Linked DNA regions of Rattus norvegicus: region 2 is linked to region 1. Evidence: chromatin contacts called from public Hi-C data. All regions are on one chromosome and are shown on one strand. Each heading gives the region's core, a stretch centred on a gene start, on an enhancer-like site or on the middle of the called end of the contact. The rest is flanking DNA. Distances are from core to core; before and after follow the strand shown. Region 1 overlaps Creg1 (cellular repressor of E1A-stimulated genes 1). Region 2 overlaps Cd247 (Cd247 molecule).

Region 1 (5,611 bases), core at 1,572-4,071:
GACACAGAAAGGTCACGAGTCACATACCTGGGTGTAGCTTTCCTGGTTGGATGGAAACTCCAGCTGGGACAGGAAGACAGACAAGATCACCTCCCAGCTAGGTGGCATTGGCCAGCCATTTCTCTCCTGCTCGAGTGTTCTGGAACCCCCCCCCCCTTTTTTTTTTAAGGTTTTTGCTTCATACTCCCTTTTTGAGAGAGAGAGAGAGAGAGAGAGAGAGAGAGAGAGAGAGAGAGAGAAAGAGAGGAAGAGAGAGAGATAGGAGTCTTACGTATCCTGGGCTGGTCTAGATCTCTCTGTGCAGCTGAGGATAACCGTGAACTCCCGAAACTCCTTCTGTCCACCTTAGAGTGCTGGGATTGCAAGTGTGAGTCACCTTGCTAAGTGTAGCAAACTCAGAGTTTGTGAGTACCGGGCAAGCATTCTCCCAGTGAGCTACATCCCCAGCTCTTGTTGTTGTTGTTTAAATTTTAACCCTTCAGAAGTTTTTTAAAAACAAGAGCCTCCATAGCATGTGTGTAAATGACTCTGGCTTTTACTAAGATGCCAACCGTGGAGAGGGGAGGGGCTTGCTAAAAAGGATTCTTGACCCGTGTCTGTCACTGACCCGGGGCTCGGGAGTCTCTGAAATTAACTTTAAATAGTAAACATTTAGGTGCTGTTTTTCTCCAGTCTTTCCAGAGAATGAATGAACCTCTAAGATTGGTCATCCTGGCTCATGAGATAATGGTCTCTCTCTTCCTCTGCAGGTGAAGCAAATACGGTGAACTGGATCACACCAGCGACAGGTCTTCCAAGGCTCATGCACACAGAGGGCTCGACCCTGCCTGGCTGCTAGCCCACTCTGCCACCTCTTGTTTCGATTTCCTTTGCTTGTCTTTGCAGAGTGTTGTCCATTAGAAGACGTGCTTGCTGGATTTAAAAAAAAAAAAAAAAGTCTTGAAGCCATTTTCAGAGAAAAATGCCCTTCTTTATGATCAAGGAAGCCATGCTCGGTGCTTTTTCCTCAGTGGTGCCCTCAGTAGGGTGACATATACCAGCTGTAGACCGCCCATTGGCACTGGAGGTCCAGAGGTGCAGATGCTCTGTGCCTGATGGCCACTGTGCCTGAAGGTGCTGTGCTCACCCAGCTGCCTCAGGAGCCAGTGCAGAGGGGCCGTATGAATCCTCCAGTCCAGGACAGCAGTGACCACGGATGCAGCGTCCCATTCACGTCAACCTGTATAGCTGATCAGCACAAGGCAAAGCTGGGTCTTCTGTAAAACTCCATAAACGTCTTACATTCTAAAGTCATCGTTACCCAGAACAAAATAAATCAGAAAGATTTTCCTGCATCCATTCTCCATCTAAGTAGACTGTACACTCACTCCTCATCCTTCGGAATGTGCACGCCTGAGCTGGGGCGCAGCTTTCTTGGCACAGAGCTTGCCAAGCATGAATGGGACCATAACGTCGAAACAACCAGCCAGCCACAGACGACATCTTTATGTGCATGAAAAAGCAACCTCAGAAGAAAAAGGATTTCGCATATGTTGGGCTCTTTTTCGTAAGACTTAACCCTGTGCCAGCCGCAATCCAAGCCCTCCTCCGGCATTCTGTATCTTGAAGCTCCTGGTGCTGCCGCCTGCGTCCTCTGTGGGATGTACCACGGTACTGTGGCATAAAAACAAACTACAACAACAACAAAACATGTCTCTGCACCAGAGGATGGCTCAGCTTGTAAGATGACTGCTCTAGCAGAGGACCCAAGTTCAGTACCCGCAAGGGGTCAGACAGGCACATATGCCCAGAACTCCAGCTCCAGGAGATCAAATACCTCTAGCCTCCAAGGTCACCTGCACTGGAATACACACACCCACACATAGACACACAGCGACACAATTTCAAACAGTACATCTTTTATTCCAAAGAGGTACTACTTAGTTTAATTACCTGTTTCATGCTCTTGGATGACATAAGATTTCTTTTAACAGAGTGTGGGGGAATCAAGACACTGACTTAAACAGCCAAAAAAAAAAAAAAAAAAGTTAACTATGAACCATCATGTTGGAGAAAGAGATGGTAATCATAACAGAAATCCAGCAAACGACGTCTCAGTCAAAACCCACTAAACAGTAAGGATCTTGTTATTGAAATCAGTAATTAAAAGCATTATTATAACAAGGTGTGTCGGACTGAGTTCAGAGACGGGCGTTTATGAGAAAGCTCCATTGTGCACTGCTCAATCAATGTTCTATTTAGTCACACTTTAAATCAACCACTGATCGTTCCAGAACTTGAGAAGAATCATATGCTTTCCCCAGTGGCAGAGAGCTCATGTCCTTGGGCAATGTCTGAATGCAGGCTTTATCACGGGCCCTTGGGTTCCAGCATGAGTTGTGGCACTGACTTGAGGGTACCTCCCTAGTTGTCTCTTTTCCCATTTAACTGTGAGTTCTGTCTTAAGCACTTGGCACCATGAAAAAACTATCCAGATCAAATCCAATTATCCTACAGGGCGAAGCAGCCAGCTCTTCACAGCAGGGTCCGCACATTCCATTATAATTGAATTTGCAGACTGTCACGGGAGTATTCTAGATGTCCACAAGGGGGCGCCATAGACTACCGTTAGAGCAGATCCAGACTGTTTTGGTTTTCGGTGGTTTGGTTTTATTTTGTTTTCCTCTATTTCTTAGTGTTTATAGACGGTAGCCTGAGGTGTCTTCAAACCTGTGATTCTCCTGCCTCAGCTTCCTAAGTACTGGGATGAGAAAAGCATGACATTATGCCCGGCACAGTGCCACTTTCTCACATAGGCCAGTGTCCAGTGTGACCATGATGGTGACATTAGCATAGGTACTTCAGCAGAGAAAATGTGAGATGAAGGCCCAGCCTCACGCTGCCGCTGGTGGGTTCAAGGCTCGGTCGCTTCCTTCACACCAGGGCCTTTGCTTCAGACTCTGGGTCTCACACCTTACCTGCTGCAGAGAGACTAAGCCCCGGTCTTAGCTGGGATAAGTTGGCTGCATTTGGCAGATGTTTCCCTGCCCAAACCATGACCAACAACCAGGTTAATCCTGTCTTCTAATCCAGAGTCGAAGCCCTTGGGTTTACATCTGGGTGGGGATCCATTATGAACGGAGGCACGGTCAGGAGAAACAGGAATGTTCTGACTCGAGGCTGCCAGGATCATGAGCCATCCTTAGTAGTATTCAGACCGAGAACCACAAGGTGACTGAGGACTACTTTGCTATAACGGCACATTCTGGAGCTGTTTTAGCGCTGAGAAAATAATACCCTGTGGGAGTTTACTGGCCGGTGTTTTTGTGGTGTTTTCCCAACTCTTCAAAAACAGATGGTCTGTATTTCCATGTGAGAAGACAAATGGTAAGTTTAGAAGACAGTATGGAGCATTTGTTTCCTTGGGCTTTTCCCTTCCTCTGTGTTATAGGGAGCATACAGGATAGGGGAGAGAGAAGACTAGATAGGGAATCCTGTTTCTTTACTTCACATATCAATTGATAATATCAAGTTTTCTCAAAAGTAATAGTCGCAGATGTCAATGCACTTAATTTTATGAAATGTATCCATGCGCGGTGCTCTTTTTCTGAGTCTAGCTGCAAGCCCAAGAAATGGGTGAAGCACGCGTGGATTTTCCTTTTTAACTTTATGGAAGAGGTTGGATACCCAAAGCGTTGGTTTGAGGTCGTCCACACATTTCCATATCAGATCCTTTAACTTTGATTCAGGAACGCAACACTAGAGGTCCCTGTGGGTCCTTTAAAGAAATGCTTTGCCTCCTGGTTTGTTTTTAAAGGTTTGTAGTATGGAAGGAAAAAAAAAAGGGCAAGGGCCATGTGTTTGAAAAAGCTAGGTTTTCATTTCCCACGTAGTTCTTTGACATCTTTGGTGGTGGGAGGTGGGGAGTAGGCCCTGTGAGCTCTGAAGCCAGACTGTGTTCAAATCTCAACACAACAGCTTAGCCTGTGGTCACCAGGACTAAGTCCAGGATCGGGCTAGACAATGACTTTTGTTTACTTATCAATCAGGATACGAATGACCAGAAGTCCTTACACAGAAGGTAAGACCAGCGCAGAATCATGGAACCCGACCTTCTAGAAAATGATGCGACCGTGGGAAGGTCCCAACTGTTCTATACGCATGCTCCCTCATTCTAAGAACTGAGGGAAAGGAGTCCACAGGAGACCGGGCCTGGAATTCTGAGGTCCGACTTGAGAAGCTAGGCTGCCAGCCCCAGAGCGAGGGGGAAAAACAAAACAAAACTTGGGCACCGCAGTTTGACATGATGGCCACTAGAGGGCACTGTGAAGCCGAGCGCAGGTGTTCACTGGGGCGGCCCTTCGACCCTTTCTCCTCAGGATGAGAAAAGTTAGTCCTTTCGCTAGCAGACCCTCTGCTCCGCTGGAGCTGCGTCCCCCTTTTGACATCTTGCCTTTCATTTAATGAAATGACCATCCTAAGGAGAGGCCAAGAGTATCAGCAGTATCCAGAGTTGGAGCTCTTGGATTGTTCCTAGAGCAAGAGATCTCTGCCGGACCTGTTTGCCCCCAGAGTCAAGGCTGGCTCAGCAAAGACTTCTGGCAGCCTCCTCACATCAGATGAGGTGAGGCGACCTAGTCTCCCTTAAAAAAAAAAGTGGACCCATTCGAAGTCAAAAAATCTCCAGCATCGTGGGATTGGGTAGAACCTTCAGGCCCCGAGGTTGATTCTCCACTCTTCAACCAAAACTGGACACCCGCTTAGTGTCTGGGACAATGCAGGGAAGCGCCACCCTGTGCCTCAGCTCTAGGAAGGTGCCAGCCAGCTGGTGGCATTGAAACGGCCAGGAGAAATTATACTCAGTACAGGGCCTGACCCGAAACCAGTTTGTGGAGGCCAAAGAATTCAGCCCCTTCAAGGGGGCACACAGAGACCTGGAGAGGGAGAGTGATTTTCTTGTTTGTTTTGCTCAAAGCCACACAGTAAGTGAAGGACGAAGTTGGGACCAGATCCTAGGGCGGTGTATTCCTCAAAAACCAGCTGAGGGGAAGACCTTCTGGAAGAACCAGAACTGAGCATGAAAACAAAGCCCATTCCCCACAAGATGTCATAACTGGTTCCCGGGGTGCCCTCAGGGCTCAGGGTTGGCTTTTTCTCATCTCAATGACTTTGCATTTGCTTAGGTGCCTCAGAGCTTCTGAGGCTGAACTCGTCCCTGAAGCCAGGGCTATCTGTTCATAAGGAATACATGGCAAGCACGTTGAGTCGATGCTCAGAAAGAATTAAAAAGAAGTCCACAGGTCCTTACTCAGGCGTGGTCTATGCTCCCTTACGACTTGTCCACAGCCTGCTTTTTCTCAGTCTCTTCCTCATCACAGAGACTGTGCACGGTCCTTTCTCAGCTCCCATCATTTCTAGAAGATTCTGGCCAGAGCTTCTTCCGCTAAACGTTTAATAATCCCCTTGCTTCCCTCTCCCAGATAGTGCTGACAGTGACGACCTAACCCGAAGTATGCAAAGGGAGCCAACTTTTCCCAGCATCCGCGGTATACAGACATACGATTCAGGAAAACTACCAGGAAGCATGCTGTCCATTTTCCAATGCATAACTCATGGATAAAAGCCATGCTGG
Region 2 (5,611 bases), core at 878-3,377, 63 kb after region 1:
AAATATTGACTCTTTAAATTTCATATCCAACTAAGAAATCGGCACAAATGAGTTCAGGTTCCAAGGGACTAGAAAGGAGAAGCAAGCCATAAACTCAGATACAGTGAGCTAACTCGTCCGAATATTCCCTTAGCTTTTATAAATGTGTATATGTGCATCATCTCTTGGTTTCCTTTTTTGTTTTGTTTTGTTTTGTAGACAACTTTCCGAGGTCCCTGTGTCTCTGTATGAAAGGCTTTGGGCATTAGAAGTCAAATTGGAGGCAGGAATGAGGGAGAGTACGTGGGAGATGTGAGGGGGTTTTGTTTGTTTGTTTGGTTGGTTGGTTTTTTTGAAACAGAGTTTCTCTGTGTAGCATTGGCTGTCCTGGAACTCCATTAGGTTGGCCTCAAACTCAGAGATTTGCCTGCCTGGGCCTCCCCAGAGCTGGGCTTAAAAGTGAGCATCACCATGCCCTACCTAGGGCGTTCAATGTAAAGGGCAGTGGATGTGACTGTGGGTTTCTCCATGTGTTGCCTCCACCTGACTTGGTGACTTAGAAAGCTCTGCTGACCCCAAGCCACTGCAGGCTCTCCGGCAGCTCTCCCAGTAACTCCTGCAGCAGACCAAGTAGTATGACCTTCTATGCCAAACAGTCAAATGGACCTCATGTAAGATGGTCCGTGGCCATTGGTCCCCCAGGGGGCTGAATCACTCAATACGAATGGTCCCCAAATCCTTAGGGTCAGGGCTGCTAGGCAGCAAGGTGTCCAAGGCTATCAGAGGGGACTAGCAGTCTCTCCGGCAGTGACCATTTCGTCAAATGGAGTTAAAGGAGTAAGAGTAGATGACAGAGGAATAAAGTACAATGGAGGGAGAAATGCAAAGAGGAAACGACATAGAGAAATCCGGAGGAAAAAGCAGGTGGGCCTGAAGACTGGATGGTGCAGGAAAAAGAGGTGGACCGGGAAACACACCAGCCCTGGATGAAGGGAAGGCAGACCTTTACAGGAGTTGGGGAATCGGCCAGGTCTCTTCTTTGCTGGTTCATTCTTCTGACATCATAGGCAGAACCTAGGTTGGGGAAGCAGCACCAAGGACCCTGTATCCCCAAGCTGGGGCTGCCTGTGTGTGCCCAGGCTAGGTCTGGGGAGGAGCTCCCAATGCTGACTGGGGATTTCAGAATAGCCACAAACTGGACTTAGACCTTGCCCTGGGAAGGAAAAAGAGAATGCTAAGGTCTGAGGGAGTAAGACACACTCACTCCATCATCAACCTCCGGCATGAGGAGAACCCTGTGGCCAGAGGACCTGGGGTCTGTCTGTATAGGTTAGGTATTTGACCAGCTTGTCTGGAGCTCCAAGACTCTTGTAACTTTACCCTATTAATTATTCAGCCCCCTGCATTCGAGGGTGAATCGGACAGAGCCAACCCTTAACTTCAGCATGCCATCAGCCCTTCTTTCTGCAGCCCGCAGTGTGAATGCACAGCCGTGTGTGAATTTAGTGTAATTTAGGTCATCACAGACCTAAAGTGCAGCGGAGAATTGTTCGTGCTGGAGGTTACTGAAGGAAGGTCGGATTGATGAGAGACATAAAGTGGTACCTTGACTTCCTCCCCTCTCGTTTCAAGAGTATGTATTTGTATGCATTGTAGAAGCTGGGTAAACAAGGGGCACGAAAGAACAAGCAGATAACCCGAATTTTCACAAGCCAGAGCTCAAAGTACTGCTAAGTGTTTGAGGTGTTTCTTCTGGTAGACGATGTATAAACATAGATTTAGAGTCAACAGAAATAGCTCTAAGGTGCAGCCCATGGCCATCCTGGTGAGACGACCCTGACCCTCCAGGAGCACCACAGGTGGAGCAGTGTGGCTTGCCCTTGGCTGGCCACTCTACACTGAGCCAGATTGGGTGTGGCGGCCAGCAGGGTGCACTCCTCAGGGACAGAGCAGCCACAAAGGCGGGCTCTCCGCCCACCACCGCCCCTACCCGCAGCATTCTGCTCCCTGTGAGTCCTCAGTGTGGCAGCTGCAGGCGCCGCAGGCTTTGCGGGCCTTTGATCCACGCGGAGTACGTCACAGGCGGGTGCTAGCCGGGCGTGGGCCGGGCATACGAGGGCTGCCAAACTGACAAACACACCTCCAGGAAAGGGTTGTGAGGTCGAGCGGCTCGGACAGCCTCACTCACTCTAGCATATCCAGGCTGGGAAATGCGAGTGCTTTGTGCCCCAGCAAAGCAGCCCGGCCTTCAGAAGTCAGAAAAAAGTCACCGCAGGCGGCAGGACTAAGGGGAAAACTGGGTCTCTTTTCTACACCGTGCTAAGCACGGGGCAGATTTTTTTTTCTGAAGCTGCATTTCTTTTGGTCTTGTCAAATGGTTTTTGGGAAGTCCAGGCACAGTTGATAGCACAGGAAGAATGGTGGTTGTCACTCTGGGCTCAGCCCGACGGGAAGGAGGCAGGTATAAAGCACAGGCATGCTTACACTATTAAGGCTTCCCGCTGCCTGTTAGCTAATAGACAGAGAAAGAAAATAAGATGTCTCCGACCCTGCAGAGTTCTCAGGGGTGTTTTGTTTTGTTTAAACAAGAGGAGCCTTCTCTTCAAATCATTACTGAAAAATGGGCCCTGAACAACAGTGTCAGACAAAATTAAAATGTTACCTAACTTACTTTTAAAATGGAGCTTGGCACACAGGAGGTTCTGGGTTCAAGCTTCAGCACGGAAAACCAAGGAACAGAACATTAGCTAGAGTTTAGAATAACAGATTCCACGTGTTTTCTTCAAACCTCCAGACACCTTCTCAGGCCCTCTAAATTTAAAACGATGGATACATTATTACCATGGGGAAAAAAAAAACAAACTAAACCAAACAAACAAACAAAACCCCCAAAATACAGGCTGTCCAAAAGAGCTGGACATACAGTGGAGATAGTGAAAAGATCACTAATTATATCCATGTCTATAATTTAAATTTGAATGTATTATTTGAAAGTAATCTTGTATATTTAGTTTTGAGGCAGGCCGGTCTTAATCGCAGGACACCAGTGATCTTTCTGTCCTGAACCTGAATTGCTGGGTGCACAGTGGCCAGCCAGAAAAACGGATATCCTGTTTAACTGTAAATTTACCTTCTGACTTCTGACTTTTAGGTTATCCTGTAGACTAGAAGCACCCCCCCCCAAAAAAAAGACCCATTCTGCTTGAACACCGCACAGAAATGTGCCCGGGGGGGGGGTAACATTTGTGCTGGACATTGAAAGATGAGAGGTTTGGCCAGTGAAGAGGAACCGTTAGCTGGTCTTCCCAGAGGGTTGACGGCCCCTTCCAGATGAACTCTGGGTTTGTTTTTTGATCAACCATCAGAAGGATGTTCCTGCCCCAACAGGACCTGGACCTGTATCAAAAGCAAGGAAGAGGCATGATCACAGCCTGGGCCTGACCTGGGAAAACAGGAATGGTCAACTTTCCTTAGGGCTACAATGTGCAAGCTTAGAGGGTCAAACTTCTGCCAAGGCCTCAGCTCCTGGGTCAAAGGGGAAGTGAAGGGCAGTTTGGGAATCTGACACTTTGTAACCACTTCATGTAGGAAGCAATTTTGCTCTTGATGGCTAGCTTTGAACCTGGGATCCCAGAGCAGGACCCAGCAGGGGTAAAAGAGAAGTTATTAGATAAACAACTTATTTAGGAGACCAAAAAAAAACCCAAAACAACAACAAAAAAACCAACAACAAAAAACCAGGGGGAAATAACTTTACAAAGGTCACACACGTTGAGTGTTAGCTTTGGCCAAAGCTCCCATAGGGTGGGGGTGTGTGTAGAGGTGGGGTGGATGGGGTGAAGGTGGGGGTGTGAGGGACAGGTTCTCTCAAGTCTCTTCTCACACAATGGTTCTTTTGAAATGTAAGCCACCAGATTCCTTTATTTTATGGCACAAATGACCTTTAGCCAATCAATCAGTCTCCTAATTATCCAAGCAATTATGTTATTAATGAGGCAGGGGAGGGGCTGCCTCAAGCAGGGCTTCCCACCTGGAAGAAAGGCAAGAACTAACAAACGTGGAGTTTGCTGAATAGAAAAGAGCCATGTAGAATAAAGTGCTCTTCGAGTTGAAAACCAAAACAAAACAGGAATACTTTTGAGGCCGGTGTGGGCTGCAGTTTCTCGGGGAGGAAGCCTCGGTGGAACTGGAACGCTGAGAAAGGCTTTAAAAAGCTTGGGGGTGGGTGGACACGGGCAGGAATTGGGTGGGGAGCGCTAGGGCCAGCACTCGAGAGCAGCACTACAAGAGCTCTCCTGCCTTCACTTGCCAGCAGGGTCTTCTCAGGCTTGCTCGATGCTTTGGAGTTTGCTCTCAGTCCTTAGATCAGCTGGCTCTAGGCAGAGGAAGGAGTCCAGCTTCATTCTGGCCACAGTGTTTTTGTTTTTGTTGTTGTTTTCACCCTTTCAGTCTTCGCTGTCTTTCTGGTCTGCAGGGGGTTTAAGGTGACAAAGTAACCGTGGAAAGGAAGCTGGAATATGCCCCAGCCTGAGGTTTCCTACCCTATTTCCACCCTAACCTCCCGCACCGAGCAAACTGTTGAGTTTCTAAATTGCCCAGAGTGGCTCACAGCTTCATACCAAAGGCAAGGACACCCCCGGGGTAAATAGGGCATGATACCCACTTCTGCCCCTAAGCAGCCTGGCATCTTGCACCTGTTTCAGAATCCCCCCAAGTTGCAGGTGGGTGTCAGGTCTCCCAAGGTAGTCACTAGCAACCTCCCAGCTGGTCCTCAGAGAGTGGCATCATGGGAGAAAAGTGGGGCTGGAAGGAGAGCAGAACATTCTAGGACCTTCTCTGTGTGTTTTATAAAGGTATGCACTACAGTGTCCACACGGACACTGTATGTGAGAGATAAACACGGGACACCCTTGTTATGCCAAAGTCAGTTCTCTTGGGTGTTTATCCAACAAAGGGAGAGAGAGTGGCTCTAATTCCCGTTGAGGCTGACCTCCCTCAGAGAGTGGAATGTCAGCAAATGCTGGGGGATGGACATATTTATATTTATAGACATTTCCAGATTATCCACTTCAGAAGGCAGTGCTTCTCAAAGAGTATTAGACATGACAACACGAGGAACCAGTTTCGAACACTCCACCTTTGAAGGCACAAATGATTCTAATACAAGACCCAAACCAAGACTTTATAATCCTTTTGTTGACTTGGTGGGCTCTGCTCAAAAGCAAACAGAGTGAAGAACCCCTTCCACATACCTCCATACCCCTGGAACTAGCGCATCCACTTACTGTTACTGTTGTTGTTGTTGTTGTTGGAAATTATGTATATTTGTAGTTTTTTCATGAGTGCATTCTCATGAGAACTGAGAAGCTCAACTCATTGAACACCAACCTAGGCTGATAACTGGATAGCCACATCTCCTCACTCCTGCCGTGAATGGGAGACCACACAACCCTGGGCATATCCCATCCTAGTTTATACTCCCAATAAGCCACACCGGAATGTCCCATGAAAGGTGGGGGTGATAAAATCGGTGACTCTCCACCTGCTGGATATGTAAGTCAGGAAAGCCCCAGAGCTCCGAGCTGACGGGGCTTCAAAACGAAAGCTCTCCGTTCTGAGAGTGTTAGTTTTG

The links. A called contact is a pair of places that touch in the nucleus more often than the background predicts.
Region 2: a Hi-C map of psoas muscle shows a contact between it and region 1, with 2.2 times the contacts expected there. The contact joins two enhancer-like sites. A contact is called at or near these places in 9 of 12 Hi-C or Micro-C datasets (the A7r5 cell line, the Rat2 cell line, Schwann cells and 5 more).

The regions. Positions count from the first base shown.
Region 1 is chr13:80,563,115-80,568,725 of GRCr8, forward strand. It overlaps Creg1 (cellular repressor of E1A-stimulated genes 1), which reads left to right. Exons shown (of 4, transcript NM_001105966.1): 4 at 750-2,158. The coding sequence ends at 753. Among named protein-coding and RNA genes, the nearest start is that of Cd247, 10 kb to the right of the region's middle. Within about 2 kb of position 2,822, at least 3 of the 93 cell types and tissues checked have an H3K27ac peak or open chromatin away from gene starts, as enhancers often do.
Region 2 is chr13:80,627,109-80,632,719 of GRCr8, forward strand. The region is part of intron 1 of Cd247 (Cd247 molecule); the gene reads left to right. Among named protein-coding and RNA genes, the nearest start is that of Cd247, 54 kb to the left of the region's middle. Within about 2 kb of position 2,128, at least 12 of the 93 cell types and tissues checked have an H3K27ac peak or open chromatin away from gene starts, as enhancers often do.